Regions from separate parts of the Rattus norvegicus genome. Here regions 2 and 3 are each linked to region 1. Evidence: chromatin contacts called from public Hi-C data. All regions are on one chromosome and are shown on one strand. The core of a region is the stretch at or near the end of the contact, and the rest is flanking DNA. Distances in the headings are between cores, read along the strand shown. Region 1 overlaps LOC102549662 (a long non-coding RNA gene). Region 2 holds the start of Thbd (thrombomodulin). Region 3 overlaps LOC103691916 (a long non-coding RNA gene).

Evidence for each region. Hi-C and Micro-C count contacts between places; a contact is called where the count stands out from the background.
Region 2: a Hi-C map of the A7r5 cell line shows a contact between it and region 1, with 8 times the contacts expected there. The contact joins the promoter of Thbd here to the enhancer-like site in region 1. A contact is called at or near these places in 10 of 12 Hi-C or Micro-C datasets (the A7r5 cell line, the Rat2 cell line, Schwann cells and 6 more).
Region 3: a contact with region 1 is called in a Hi-C map of the A7r5 cell line, with 5 times the contacts expected there. The contact joins two enhancer-like sites. A contact is called at or near these places in 9 of 12 Hi-C or Micro-C datasets (the A7r5 cell line, the Rat2 cell line, hepatocytes and 5 more).

What each region holds. Positions count from the first base shown.
Region 1 is chr3:156,000,091-156,003,110 of GRCr8, reverse strand. All of the region lies in intron 2 of LOC102549662 (a long non-coding RNA gene), which reads right to left. Among named protein-coding and RNA genes, the nearest start is that of Foxa2, 75 kb to the right of the region's middle. Within about 2 kb of position 1,705, at least 13 of the 93 cell types and tissues checked have an H3K27ac peak or open chromatin away from gene starts, as enhancers often do. A contact at or near this core is called in the A7r5 cell line, where this site is marked.
Region 2 is chr3:156,318,690-156,321,479 of GRCr8, reverse strand. It overlaps Thbd (thrombomodulin), which reads left to right and starts at 1,302. Exons shown (of 1, transcript NM_031771.2): 1 at 1,302-2,790. The coding sequence starts at 1,455.
Region 3 is chr3:156,457,457-156,460,552 of GRCr8, reverse strand. The region is part of intron 3 of LOC103691916 (a long non-coding RNA gene); the gene reads left to right. Among named protein-coding and RNA genes, the nearest start is that of Nxt1, 100 kb to the left of the region's middle. Within about 2 kb of position 1,807, at least 3 of the 93 cell types and tissues checked have an H3K27ac peak or open chromatin away from gene starts, as enhancers often do. A contact at or near this core is called in the A7r5 cell line, where this site is marked.

The sequences.
Region 1 (3,020 bases), core at 456-2,955:
AGTATCCTGAAAATTGGTGCAGAAGGTAGAGCAGCCGAAAGTGTTCAGGAGAGGTTCACAGATAGTGCCATGTAGCTGGAAGCCCTTCAGGTCTCCAGCTAAACAGACTTGAGTGTAAGAAATATCTCCACTTTGGTCTGAAGGTCTTTACCAAAGCTTGTGTTAAAATTTGATCCTCACCCCACTGGGAGGTATTAAGAGATGGGACCAGGGGAACCTTCCAGAAGTGACTAAGTCCTAAGAGTTCTGCTCTCCTGAATATGTTAACATCTTGGTAGGCAGATGAGGTATCAAGTCAGTGACTTTGCTAACAAAGCAATCTCCCTCCACCTACCTTGGTCTTCCCACCATGTAGTGGCTCAACCATGTGTCCCAGCAGAGTCCCCATCAGCTAGAAGGTCCTGAGATGCTACCCTTTGGTCACGAGCCTCCAGAACTGTCACCTAAATAAACTACTATTCTTTATAAGTTACCCAGTCTGGGAATAAAAGAGAAGAGGGGAAAACTGTCTTGTGGGACAGGAGACTCAGTACTGCCCTTCCTTCACACACAAAGAGGTCAGAAGTCACTGGCTCAACAGGAAATGAAATGAATAGATCTGGCATTTCCTAGCAAAGCTTAAATGCAAGGTCCTCAGTACTGTCCAAAAGCAAGGCCCTCAGTACTATCTAAATGCAAAGTCCTGGGTACTGTCTAAATGCAAGGTACTCAGTACTGTCTAAATGCAAGGTACTCAGTACTGTCTAAAACCAAGGTCCTCAGTACTGCCTAAAAGCAAGATACTCAGTACTGTCTAAAAGCAAGGTCCTCAGTACTGTCTAAAAGCAAGGTACTCAGTACTGTCTAAAAGCAAGGTCCTCAGTACTATCTAAATATAAGGTCCTGGGTACTGTCTAAATGCAAGGTACTCAGTACTGTCTAAAAGCAAGGTCCTCAGTACTGTCTAAAAGCAAGGTCCTCAGTACTGTCTAAAGGCAAGGTCCTGGGTACTGTCTAAATGCAAGGCGAAGCAGAGTAAAGGGGTAATTATCAGGACCTGGGTGTGGGGTGGGGTGGGGTAGAAGAAGAGAGGAATAGTTAAGTTAGAGAGGGTTCACCAGTGATCCTGAAGAAATGAGAGTACCAAAGTCCCTAGTGTGGCTCATTTGGAAACAGTATACCGTGAGCTAAGGGAACATACTAGAAACTAAAAGCAGTGAAGTTTGCTCTCGATGGGGCCTGCTTTCCTCCCAGGCTTGATAAGACTGTCTTTTCTCTCCTCATTGTTAGCGTTGCCACACACTCATCCCAGCTTCTGGGGACTCTAAGAAGAGTCAGACTGATGGTATCCGACCACTGAGCCACACTCAGGGAGAAGGCCAAGGGCTTTTGCTTATAGGATCTAGAGCTTAGGGATCTGGAGGAAATCACAGGTTGACAGTTTTCTGTCTTCCTCCAAACAAGCAGCTGTCTGAATCCCAAGGCACTTCTCACTAGCACCAGGACAATAGACAAGGCTGCCTACCACCTTAACACCATCTGGGCTCCACTGCCTGGTCTCATGGATGGGGAAGTGAGAAAGCCAACGAGCTCCTTCCATCCTGACCCTCCCGATTGCCCCAGTGAAAAGCTGTTCACCCTCTGACAGAACAGGTTCTCCATCAGACCTGAGCCGTGGCTCACCAGCACAGTGACTAGTGTTCACGTAAGAAGGGTAAGGCCTTGGCAAACAGATGTGGCGTGTGTGAGCTCTGGGTGGGGTGCACGGAAAGAATGTGCCCAGCTGCAAAAAAAAATCAACTTCCAGTGTCTTCTGTTGCCCTCTGCTGCCCTCTGCTGCCAATTATGCTTCATTGCAGTTGGCGTTTAGGAGTGATTTCTCTTTCACCTTCTTTAAGGCATTTTGGATAGTTTTGTACTAGCATAGATGCCCTAGTTGACAATACTTTATACAGTGAACATCCCAGTGACATCCCCTGAAGTCAAGACTTGTTTTTCCTGTCAGTTCTGGAAAGACTTGTAGCAGCAGTAGTATTGATTGATCGGATTCTAGGAAGCCCATGATGATTATCTCAAAATCTGTACACACTCTGATCCACAACATGTACAGAAGGAAGCTGTGTATTCCTCTCAGCAGGAACATGTTAAGGGCCAGTCTGAACTCTGGCTTCAACGAGGCCCCCAGCTCTTTGTACAGTCACAGCTCTGGTCATCTGAATACTAAGAGATGGAAATTTGCGTGCTTCTGGTCTTGCATGACAGCAGTTGTGGCCCTGAGGTTACATAAGCACTTGCTTAAGTGAGTCGCCTGGCTCCATCCTCACCGACCCACTAGGTGGCTTCTGTAGAATTTTCCTTTGCCGGGATTTACAGGAACTGCTAAGGACTTGGCTGCCTGAACTAAATGTCAAGACTCTACCTTTTCATAGTGGGTATAGCTCGAGTCTATGTGGAACACCTGTCACCGTGGAAAATGGAAGTCAAGACAACATTCAAATCAGTGCAGATGCCAGCTCTCCCAGCTATTGCTCACATTCTTCACCAGTTGTACAGCACACAGCTCTCATACAGCGTGGAAATAAGTTACTTTAATCACTGTCCCAAACAGGAAAGGATCTCTCCATCGACAGCACTTGGTAGGGACAGTCTGAAGACTGTCACCTCTCCCATGTCTCCTCTGTGCCAGCTTTCCACTGTAATTAGCTTATGAAGTAGTCCTATGTAGACCATCCATCAAGTTCTGGTCTACTTTATGGCCCCGTAGAAGCATGTGGAGCGGTGGTGAAAGAGAAAGGGACATTGCTAAGAGACCACCTGAGTGCTGAACTCAGAAGCCTCCAAAACTAAGAGCACAGATAGGGAAATAAATGATGTTTTCCTAACACGGAGAGTATTAATTAGATCCAGCTATTTGCCAGCTAAGTGCCAAAAGGGTCCCTGGTAATTAAAAGAACTAATCAGATTTTCAAAGGGCACTCATACCATGTAAACATGAGGGGATTATACTTGATGTTCTCAGTATGTCATTTTAAGCTGTTAGG
Region 2 (2,790 bases), core at 53-2,552, 320 kb before region 1:
ACCTCAGGCTAGGCTCCAGGCAGCCCACACTTCTCAGTAGCAGTTATAGTAATGCACCACTGTCCTTGGATTGGTCTAGAGTTCAACAGCACCGCCTCCTGGCAGTTGGGTGGAAGTGACAGCCGCGGGGTGTAGGGCGCGAGTAGGGAAGATGAGGGAGGTGGGGACGAGGTGGCTAAGCTTTGATTTGGACACAGCCCTCCCCATTCTTGGTGAGTGCTTAAGCGGATAAGTCATTAAGTGACAGATTTCCATCCGCCCCTCCCAGCTGCCCACAGGACCCTCCTCTTCAGTGCCGATTGTGAGCAAATGGACTGTAGGCATCTCTATCTTTTGAGACTCTCAAATGACAATGGAAGTGATCACCTCCAAAGGAACCAAGTAGAATCCATTGTAGCTCATATCACCTCCTTGCTGTGGTCCCGGGCCAGTTTCACTAAGGGGTTTGAGATAGGTTTGGAGGAAAACGAAACAGAACAAAACCAGAACAAAGGAACGCAACACACCTTTCCCAGAGAATTCTGGAGGAATTCAAGTGGGAAAGGGGGCCCTGATCTCTGAACCCATACAACACTTGCACGACATTCTCAAGCAACTAGATAGGGTCTGGCCTTGGCGATGCCTGCCCAAGATCAGGGGATTGCTGTCCAGATGTCAGAATGGAGAAGAATGGAGAAGGCTTTGAGGTTATTAGACCACTCCATCCTCTTGCTGCCCTAGTATAATTTCCCGGCCTCTTCTAAGGTCATTTGGGACCCAACCCCTCTGCTAGTCACAGCAGCCAGGCTTCCTGAGCTCCCATCAGGGATCTAGCTAATCCTTCTCAGAGTCTTGCAAGTCTCAGACACACCCTCTACCAGACTCTTCCTTTTTTTCCCCCCTGCCCCAACTACCAGGCCATCCTCCAAACTCTGGTAGCATCTATAGGGAAGTGTGTGTGTGTACGTGTGCGTTTGCTTGTGTACGTGTGTAGAGGTTTAAAGACAGGCTACCCGTGGGCTATACCGGAGAGTCTGGGACGGGAACTGTCGACTTGCTGACACAATTCAGTTCTGTGGTGGCGCCTGCAGGCCACGCCCTAGGGCCTCCCTACGCCCAGACAGTGTTTTTAACTCTTCGCACAGAGGTGATCCCAGGCTGGAGGGCGGGCACAAGGCGTCCGGAGAACCCAGTAATCCGAGAACGCAGCATCAGCCCTTCCCACTAGGCACTTCCTTCCTTTTCCCGAACCTCCAGAGAGGGAGGGCCGCGCATTTATAAACTGGAGCCTCAGCTGAGTGGCATGTCAGAGGCTGCCTCGCAGGGACTACGAACCTGGGCTAGAAAAGTCTAGGCTGAGACAGAGGCTAACTGCTGTCGCCGCAGACGTACGAAACCCTCTGCCGGGACTGGGTGCCTGCACCATCGCAGTGCTAGCGTTTTCTCGTAGCTTGCACGGTGTTCTCCTGAACAGCATGCTTGGGGTTTTCCTTCTGGGTGTGCTGGCTCCAGCTGGCCTGGGGATCTCTGCACTAGCCAAGCTGCAGCCCAAAGGCAGTCAATGCGTGGGGAATGAGTGCTTCGCGCTTTTCCAGGACCCCGTGACCTTCCTCGATGCCAGCCAGGCCTGCCAGCGCCTGCAGGGACATTTGATGACAGTGCGCTCCTCGGTGGCTGCGGATGTCATCTCCCTTCTGGTGAGCGACAGTAGTATGGACTCACGGCCCTGGATCGGTTTACAGCTCCCTCAGGGCTGTGGTGACCCGGTGCATCTCGGGCCCCTGCGCGGCTTCCAGTGGGTTACTGGGGATAACCACACCAGTTACAGCAGGTGGGCGCGGCCCAACGACCAGTCGCCTCCACTTTGCGGTCCGCTGTGCGTCACGGTCTCAACAGCAACAGAAGCTGCACCAGGCGAGCCGGCCTGGGAAGAGAAGCCGTGCGAGAACGAGACCAAGGGTTTTCTCTGCGAGTTTTACTTCGCAGCTTTCTGCAGGCCTTTACGGGTGAATACCCGAGATCCTGAGGGTGCCCACATCTCTAGCACCTACAATACCCCATTGGGGGTCAGCGGCGCGGATTTTCAGACGCTGCCGATAGGCAGTTCTGCTACCGTGGCGCCCTTTGGCTTGGAGCTGGTGTGCAGGGCCCTGCCCGGAACTTCAGAGGGACACTGGACTCGGGAAGTGACAGGAGCTTGGAACTGCAGCGTGGAGAATGGTGGCTGCGAGTACATGTGCAACAGGAGCGCTAACGGACCCAGATGCGTCTGCCCCAGCGGCGGGGACCTGCAGGCTGATGGCCGTTCGTGCGCAAAACCTGTGGCTCAATTGTGCAACGAACTCTGCCAGCATTTTTGCGTCAACAACTCTGATGTGCCAGGCTCTTATTCCTGTATGTGCGAAACAGGCTACCAGTTGGCGGCAGACGGACATCGGTGTGAGGACGTGGATGACTGTAAGCAGGGGCCCAATCCATGCCCTCAGCTCTGTTCTAACACCGAGGGCGGCTTCGAATGCCGCTGCTATGATGGCTATGAGTTGGTGGACGGAGAGTGCGTGGAGCAACTGGATCCGTGCTTCAGATCTAAATGCGAGTATCAGTGCCAGCCAGTAAACTCCACGCACTACAATTGCATCTGTGCTGAGGGCTTCGCACCTAAGCTGGATGATCCCGACAGGTGCGAAATGTTCTGCAATGAAACTTCGTGCCCAGCAGACTGTGACCCCAACTCCCCAAGCTTTTGTCAATGCCCTGAGGGCTTCATCCTGGACGAGGGTTCCATATGCACAGACATTGATGAGTGCAGTC
Region 3 (3,096 bases), core at 558-3,057, 460 kb before region 1:
CTGTTGCTATAGACAAGAGTGGAATGAAACATGAAACTCTCACATATAAAAATCAAGAACAGAAATAATAGAAAACACTAAGTATTGACTGTCAGTATACTCAAAATTATCATATTTTTCCAATGAGTCCTTTTAACCACCTTTGGGGTAGGTAATATTGTTACCTAAAGCCATTTTTCTATTCATCAAACTGAAGACTACAATGTGACAAGCATCACTCTGGTCAGCAGAATGTCTGTCCCCATGTTAGTCTAGACATACAGGACTCTGCAGCTTACAGTGACTAGGTCAGTTACAAAGGTTAGCGAATGAAAATAGTAACCTGGGGCTGCTAACAGGGCATAGGTGATGCAGTTGCTCCCTCAGTTTAGATTGGAAACTTGAAGTTCTTGCAAGTTTATATGCACTTCTCTCTGTGGATGTGGCTATTACTTGTTGAAACTCTTATTCATGTATGAGTTCTTTGTATTTCTTTTGACAAATACAGCAACATGGTAAGCCATCTTTCTTCATGCAATAACTTCTAATGACTATCTGATAGCAGTGGCTTGATGTACTGAGAAAGTGAGAACCCATTGTTCACAGCCTCTCTGGGTACACTGTACTGCCGTCTCCCAGCTTCCCTTCCTGTTCATACAATGCAGCTTCAGCTCTCCAGAGTCTGAAATCCCGAACCTCTGAAAAGGTATTTCAGAAACCAGTGGCCACTGGAGGAAACGATTCTCTGTGGAGAAGCTGAACTGTGTTGTGTTTATTAGGTGCTTATCAAACACGGTTGAGGCTCTGCAAATAGTGAGTGGGGGTCAGAACCCATATTGCGTGTGGCAGAGGGATCTGGTTTTGTTTTGGCGAGATGAATTGTTCTTTGAAGCCATGGGCTTGCTGGAGGCAGCCATGCTTGCAGCATCTCCAGTGCCTTCTAGAGTTTGGCTCTGAGCTCTGGCTTCAGGTCATGGTGGTTAGAGTTGAGCTAAAGGTTTGCATTCATACCATGCTCCAGGGATCATGCAGGGGCTGCTAGTAAAGACCCTTCTTTAGACAAGCTCTATGCCTGGTGGGATAGGATATGTTATAGGTTTTCAGAGACATAGATCTCTATACAGCAGTGACATATTTTCTTGTCTTTGTTGCAAATCATGGCAGGGGGACCTGGTCATGTGGGATCCAACACTCTTCCTAGAGGGGTGGAGGCTGAAGTATGCTCATGTTTGAGCTACTTCTTCGGAACTTTCCTCATTTTACAGCTGAGATAACTCAAGGTCAGAAATTAATGGCCAAACTGAACCCAGAATCAGGCCTCTTGGTATGGTCTGAGCTGTCTGCCACACTATAAGCTTGCCTTCCAGCAATCCTGCACCCTGGTTGAAGGTAGTGGGGCAACATGGGGGTTGTATTAGTGTGTATTAGTGTTCCTTTCCTCTAGAATGTCTCCATTCAGGCATGAATCCCTTTGCACAGGCCAACTCTATCGGGGGAAGATGAAAGGAAGCAGGCCAATTGGCAGAATGAATAGAAAGAGGCTCAAAGACAGGGACTCTGACATATTTTCTTGAGGCACGTCTGGGTTGCCAGACCCTGAATGTCTCCTCTTCAACTGAATGAACAGTACCAAGAGTCTGACCAGTGCAGACTGTAGAATCAGAAGGACCTTGAACAGGGTGGCAGCTGGGCCATGAATTTTTAATGTTTTCCTACAAGGTGAAAAGGATGTTTCAGAGAATAACTAAAGTTTCTAAGCATCTGTGACACAGTGGTCATTTCTATAAAAAGAAACAGAACCGTGGCTGTAAAAGAGCTGGCTACTTAATGAGGGAAGTTTGTCAGCACAGAAAAATGCATTTATGAGTGTTTGTGCTCAGGCTTGACTCTTTTAAAGCCTTTGGAGCCCAGAAGACCATCTACCAGGACAAGTGTCCTTGTTTGGGAAGCCATGGGAGAGCAAGGGTATAGGGCAATCTTAGGCCACTGCTCCTTGTTCTGCAGTGGCATCTCTCATATTTGAATGTCATGTTAATCCCCAAGAAATCATGTTAAGATATATAGATTTGCATTCCTGAAGTCTAACTCAAGGCCCAGGAGAGATCATGAATTTTGACAAACTGACAAGTGTCCTCGTCTAAGAGTAAAAGGCTCTAGAGCAGTGGTTCTCAATGTGTGGGTCACACCCCCTTTGGGGGTGGAATGACCTTTTCACAAAGATTTCATATCAGATATTTATATTATGATTCACAAAAATAGCAAAATTACAGTTATGAAATAGTAACAAAAATAATTTTGTGTCCTGGAGTCACTACAACATGGGGAATTGAATTAGAGGGTCGCCGCATTAGGAAGGTTGAGAACCACTGCTCTAGAGAATGCTCATAGATATGGAGGACAAGAGGTTGAAATGTGTTTTGTAGGTAGGTCTTAGTGCTGAAGGAAATAAGGCTCTGTTTGATAGCTTAAGAGTCAAGTGCAACCCAAGCCTGGATCCCTTGGAGAGGAAGGGAGGAACATTGACATAGTAATGCTATAGCAAAAACCTCAGCTTGGACCACTTTCTCTTTGAAATCAGAATTGAATCAAACAGGGATCGTTTGGGACTCAAAGAAATAGAATTTCATTGGGAAAGTCTATGGTACTGTAACCGGAAGGGAAACCAGTGCAGGAAAGAAAAGTCAGAGACATGAGGACTGCAATATTTTGTTACCATGATAGAATAATTTGACAGCACATCTTTTTTTTTTTTTATTAACTTGAGTATTTCTTATATACATTTCGAGTGTTATTCCCTTTCCCGGTTTCCGCAAACATCCCCCTCCCCCCTCCCCTTCCTTATGGGTGTTCCCCTCCCAACCCTCCCCCCATTGCCGCCCTCCCCCCATAGACTAGTTCACTGGGGGTTCAGTCTTAGCAGGACCCAGGGCTTCCCCTTCCACTGGTGCTCTTACTAGGATATTCATTGCTACCTATGGGGTCAGAGTCCAGGGTCAGTCCATGTATAGTCTTTAGGTAGTGGCTTAGTCCCTGGAAGCTCTGGTTGCTTGGCATTGTGACAGCACATCTTAAGAGACAAAATTAATTCTGATGGACAAGAATCAGTGAGGGAAGAAG